2 separate regions of the Mus musculus genome follow, and region 2 is linked to region 1. The links are chromatin contacts, called in public HiChIP or PLAC-seq maps. All regions are on one chromosome and are shown on one strand. The core of a region is the stretch at or near the end of the contact, and the rest is flanking DNA. Distances in the headings are between cores, read along the strand shown.

Region 1 (3,003 bases), core at 370-2,869:
TGGGCAGGGGAAAGAAGCAGTCAACAGCCACCCAAGAAAATGTTCACATTTTGTAGCTCCAAAAATCAAGACTAACATTAATAACCATGTCCTCCAAAAACTCAAATCAGAGAAACCTAAGCCAGCTGAAGAATCCATGCGAAGGGCAGGGTTGGAACAGGCTCAATCTATCAACCTCTAAATTTCGAATGAAAAAAAGGTTCACCTCCATGTGACTGAATATTTCATATGCGGCAATGACTAAGAAGGACTATAGGTAATCAAAATAGTCCTGAAACTAATTTGACCACTGGTCTAAAAATTCATAAAACATATGTTAGAACTGCGATGGTTTTTAAAAGTGCAAAGAACTCAAAATATTCAAAATGAAAACTTCATTTGCTTCAGGTATAAGGGTCATCACTGCGGTCGACTAAAGCGAAGCGAGGAAGGTTAGGTATTATATGACCATGTCTTTTGGGGGTTCAAAGTCAGTCCTGAAAACAAAAGGGGTTATTTTGTTCTTTGGGCATTTTGAGTGAGGATCTCACACAGTAGCCCATGCTTGCTACTTTCTGCCGCCATCTGCCTCAAACTCTTGGGCGCGAAGCTAAAACGTTTTTAACGTAAATAAAAGTTTTACGTAAGGTTCTGAAATCCTAGATCACCAGTCCTCAGATCAGAGCGAGCTGCGAGCAGAAAAGCCCCTCCCCTCCCCTCCATGCTTAAAAGGACTTCTAGGCTAAGTCCCCCTGGAAGCGAATTGCTCTGTACACGCTGTCCATCCGGAAGGTGCTGCGCGACTCCCGCAAGACTCTGAGCGAGAACGACCTACGCACTCCCTGTCTAGCAAGGTCAGCCCTGCCGGGGTCACCCGGGGACGCGCAGGCTGCCGCGCGCACTGCGGCGGGACCAGCGCCGAACTTGCGGCGGATGCGCATGCGCAGCGGGCCCCGCAGTGGGCAACAGCGGGAGACCCGGGACCGAGGCCACGTCACGGCGGAGGCCCCGGGGGCGGGGCCTCGCGCAGACTATGGGCTCCCCCCGCGGCACCGCCCCCACGTGTTCCTCCGGCCCCGGGTAATGTGGGTCGCCCCGCGGCCTCACGTGTCTCCGCCCGCCACCACCCAGCTCGCATTATGTAATGCTGCGTCACTCGCCCGCGCAGCCAACCAGCGCCCGCGCCGCCGAACGTAAACACACCGTGCACGTGGCCAGTGCGGCAGGGCCATGTGAGGGGGGCGTCCGGCGCGCGGGGAGCCCGAGTGCGGGATCCCAGCAACCCCACGCGAGATGGACGCACAGACACGCATCCCTGACCCCCGAGCCTCCCTCCTACATTTACCTGCGTTCAGCTCCATGGCGCTGGACAGGGTGCGGCCCTCACCGCGCCGCCCGGGACTGCAGGCGGTGGCGCTCGCGGGCCCACATCATGAGCACCGGGTGCGGGCGGCTCCTGGGGGCCGCACGGCACAAGCGCGGCACAGCAGTTTCCTGTGGCAGGGCTCGGCAGCGGGCACGGCAGCTGACCTGGAGGGCTCCTCGACCATGTGATCCGCGCACACCCCCCTCCTCCGCCGCCGCCGGCGGTGCGGTGACTCCGCCCGCTCCTCCTCCTCAGGCCGCCCGCTCCTCCTCTCCTCGACTCTCCCGCTCCTACCCTTGGCTCCGCCCACTTCCTCTATACAGGCTCCGCCCCCAACGAGCGGTCCTGACCTCTTCTTCCAATCCGTGGACCCACCAGCCCCTCCCCAGACACGCCCTCTCCTTTTCCCTCCATTCCTTACACTCTGGCTCTGGACTTTCCCTTCTCCCGGCTCCGCCCCCTCTGTTTGGATACGTCTCTCCCTGGACTTGGCCCGTCGGCCCCGTCCCCTCCCGTTGCTCCTGTTCAAGCCTCGCCCCTCTGCCATGCCGGGCCCGGCCTTCCTCCCAGCACCGACCCCGCCCACTTCACCTCACCCCCCTCCCTCCTTCCCAGCCTGTCTCGCAGCCGCTTATCCCTTGCCTGCAGATCTCCCGCTGCTAGAGGTTGTTTGCTCCCTCCTCCCTAGCACAAGCCAATCTGGTCACCTCCATGGTCCCACATGGTTACTGCCGCCAAGCTTTCCAGGACTCTGAGCTTGACTGGCGTCTCCTGCCCAACGCTCTCAACATCTAGCTTCCGGAGTCAACCCTTCATTTTCCTATCACCTTAGGTGTTTTATCCAGGCTCATCACCTAAATAAACCTGTGTTGTGGTGATCCTCACATTCACATTTCCAGCGAAAATCTCAGCTCTGGATTCCCATATCCATCAGCGGGTTAGGAATGTCCCTTGACCTCTCTCTCATTTAGGATGTGTACATGCATTTTTAGAACTCAGCAAAAGTATACTACAGACTGGTGCATTTCACCTTGCATGTAAATTTTCTAGCAAACTGAAAATGGAAACAAATTAGATACGTGCTTGAGGTGAATCCAGGAAGATGTGCTTTAAGGTATATATTTTAAATGAGCTAACAGATATTGGCACCGATAGGACAGTTTATATGAAATTTTAGGCTTTGGGTATGACCGTTGCAAAATGCATCCCAGTTTGCCCAGGAATATTTAGGTATAGAATGTTGGAGCATGTCGTAAGATAGACAAGTTTACATGTGAACATTTCCCCACTTTCCACCAATAGCAATCTTTTCTGTTAGCTAATCAGCCTGAAATCAGCAATTTAAACGTTTCTAACAGGCGAGAAATCGCTGCTTTTTATACTCTATTTCATCCTTAGCAAGTTGAGCTAGACTACCCTCACAATACCTCTGCTGTTCTCCCCCCAAACACATCTGGGGTGGGAGCCATGGCTGTGAGTCTAGATCCGGTCTAGCCTGGGCTGCTGCAACAACTCTGGAGTCGGCTCCAACAGTCTTTTCTCCCCAGCAGTTATTTTTAAAACAGTAAATAGACCCTATGACTCTGCCTCAACACTGAAAAACTCCACGGTCTTCCCCTAATCTGCTCAGCTGAGTAAGAACTCTGCCCGGGTCTCAT
Region 2 (2,735 bases), core at 88-2,587, 110 kb after region 1:
AGGCTGGCCACGTAGAGAGAGGGAGGAAAGGAATGGGGAGAGAAAGGGAGGAAGAGGCCAGAAGCAAGAGAAGGAGGCAAGAGAGGGAGGAGGGGGGCAAGCAGCCCCTTTTATAGTGGGTCAGGCCTACCTGGCTATTGCCAGGTAACTCTGGAGTGGAGTATAGACAGAATGCGAACACTATGTGTAATTAGAGATGTGTTGTCTTCCTTTTTAGGTTTTAAGTTAGGAAGGAAGTTGGCTAATCACAGCTAAGTGGCTCATCATGCAGTGCTCCTTCAAAGGCTGTGGTTAAGGCACCTAAAACACCAGGATCATCACTGGTCTCCAATGTCCAAGCTCTGAGAAGAGCATCTGCCCACACCAGTGTCAAAACACACTTGGCAAACAGCATCTGAACCCTTGAAACCTTCATACTAAACACACAGGTGGCTTCCTTAAAAGGCCTTTGTTAGATGGGGATGTTGGTAGACTACTTGCTTAGAGCCCTGGTCACATCCTCAAGACTCCATAAAAACTGGGTATGGTGGCCTTCACTGGAATGCCAGCACTTAGAAGGTAGAAAGTGGAGGCAGGAAGATAAGCAGTTAGAGGTTATCCTCAGGGTACATAGTAAGTTTGTGGCTAGCCTGGGTTATCTTGTCTCAACAAATAGATGTTTCCCAGCCACATGAGCATGAGGTAGAACATACTTGTAGTTCCAGCACTCAGGAGGTGGAAGAGATCTGCTCATGAGTTCAAGTCCAGGTTGAGATACATAAAGGCAGCTTCTTTTTGCCTTTCCACTCTTGCTTCAAATCAGAAATTCACAGGGATTTGCTGACAGTTTTAACCCTATAAATCACACACACAAACACACACTCATTTTTTAAAAGATTATTTTTATGTGTATGGCTGTGTGACTTGCATGCCTGGGAACCATGTGTATGCCTGATGCCCTTGGAGGTGAGAAGTTAGCACATCTCCTGAAACTGGAGTTAAAGACCATTGTTGTTGGTATTCTGTCTAAACTCCACTCCTACAGTTCCTGGCAGCAGCCAGGTGTGCTCCTCCCCACAGTTACCTGGCAACAGCCAGGTAGTCTTGACCAACTATAAAAGGAGCTGCTTGGCACCTTCTCTCCCTCTTAGGCTCTTGCCTCTCTCTTGCCTCTTACCCTCTTGCTCCCCTCTCTCTCCATTCTCTTCTTCCCTCCCTCCACGTGGTCAGGACTGGCCTCTATGTCTCTCTCCTTCTCTCTGTCTTTCTCTGCCTCTACTACTCTCATAACCCCCCTCTCCATGCCCTAAATAAACTCTATACTATACTAGTGTGTGTCTGGTCCCTCAGGGGGATGGGATGCCTCTGCATGGGCCTCTGCACGGCGCCCCCTTCCCCCACACTCCGCCAGAACATATTCTTATAGATCTTGCTCTTTTTTATGATCACAACAATTGTGAGCTGCCACGTGGGTGCTTGGAACTGAATCTGGGTACTCTGCAAGAGTATTCTGTGCTTTTAGCCTCTGAGCCATTTCTCCAGCCCTCATTTATTTGGTTTTGTTGTTGTTGTTGTTGTTGTTTTGTTTTGTTTTGCTTTTTTCAGATGGCATGTATCCCAGGATGGTCTTGAACCCACTGTGTAGTTTAGGATGATTTTAAACTCTGGCTCCTCCCTCTTCCATCTTCCTAAAGCTGGTTGTGCCTAGATGAAGGGGCTTAGGATCTTTATCAAGAAGGGTAGCAGTGGGAGAAGATTCAGAAATCTCTACTGCTCTCACAGGAACAAAACAAAGTCCAGTCAGAAGGGCTTCCAAGAATCTAGGCTGCTCCAGCAGCCAAGGGAGCAAGGCCTGAAACCCAGGGAGAAAGGCCAGCAGCCCAGTCTCAACTTCTGAGAAGACCACATGTCTGAGAAATCACTTCGTTCTTTTTGTATTTTTCTCTCCCTCCCCCACTCTTTTTCTCTCTCTCTCTTCTCCCTCTTTCACCTCCCCCCAACCCCTGTGTGTGTGTGTGTGTGTGTGTGTGTGTGTGTGTGTGTGTGTGTGTAGGCTAGAGGACAACTTCAGGTGCTGTTTGCTTTTTTTAATGACAGGGTTTCACTGCATATCTCTGGCTGGCCTGAAAGGAAGAACAAGATCTGTTGGTTGAGGATGGAGTCAGAGAGGAAAAAAAAAAAAAAAAAGGAGAACACAGCAGGTGTTCTGCTACAGGCTTGGGGGATGGGCCTAGGGGATCTGAAGGAACAGAAGAAGAGGTGAAGATCTGCAGTCAGCCTACTTTCTTCCCTGTCAGGAGTGGCCTATGGGTTTGCAGGGAAATGCTTGCTGCAGTTGCGGGCTGGATAAAGTTCTGAGTGTATGTGTGTGGACATGTTAGGAGGAAAATATCTATGGATCCACAGGAGATGGGAGAAGGGCAAGGGCAGTGGGGAGGGAGAAGGCTGCTGCAGGCAGATCTGTTGCAGAGCTGGGGATGGAACTGGCGGATTGAATTTGGAGAAACAGAGGGAGAGGTGAAAATCAGAGTGGCTCTTGAGCAGGTGGTCTCAGCAGTACCATTTGGAAGGTCCCGCCTTCTTTCTACACACAAACACACACACACATGGCAGCAGACAGGAGCACAAAATGCTTATGATTCTTTTCAGAGGAATTCTGGCCCATGTACTTCCTCCATGTTGAGTGCAGGTTAGTTCATTAGTATTTTTGTAGGAGCTCAAGTCCCTCCAGCAGACTAACTCAGAGAAATGACACA

What was found. HiChIP or PLAC-seq counts read pairs in DNA pulled down with a chosen protein or histone mark.
Region 2: a contact with region 1 is called in an H3K4me3 HiChIP or PLAC-seq map of the SCID.adh cell line, with 11 read pairs. The contact joins the enhancer-like site here to the promoter of Nr1d2 in region 1. A contact is called at or near these places in 1 of 39 promoter capture datasets (pre-B cells), 1 of 484 Hi-C or Micro-C datasets (double positive thymocytes), 2 of 115 datasets of contacts at active chromatin or transcription factors (the SCID.adh cell line and double positive thymocytes) and 2 of 9 other capture datasets (adipose tissue and pancreatic islet).

What each region holds. Positions count from the first base shown.
Region 1 is chr14:18,237,487-18,240,489 of GRCm38.p6, forward strand. Nr1d2 (nuclear receptor subfamily 1, group D, member 2) reads right to left here and starts at 1,620. Exons shown (of 8, transcript NM_011584.4): 1 at 1,325-1,620. The coding sequence starts at 1,340.
Region 2 is chr14:18,348,689-18,351,423 of GRCm38.p6, forward strand. No RefSeq gene overlaps it. Among named protein-coding and RNA genes, the nearest start is that of Ube2e1, 18 kb to the left of the region's middle. Within about 2 kb of position 1,338, at least 13 of the 459 cell types and tissues checked have an H3K27ac peak or open chromatin away from gene starts, as enhancers often do. A contact at or near this core is called in the SCID.adh cell line and double positive thymocytes, where this site is marked.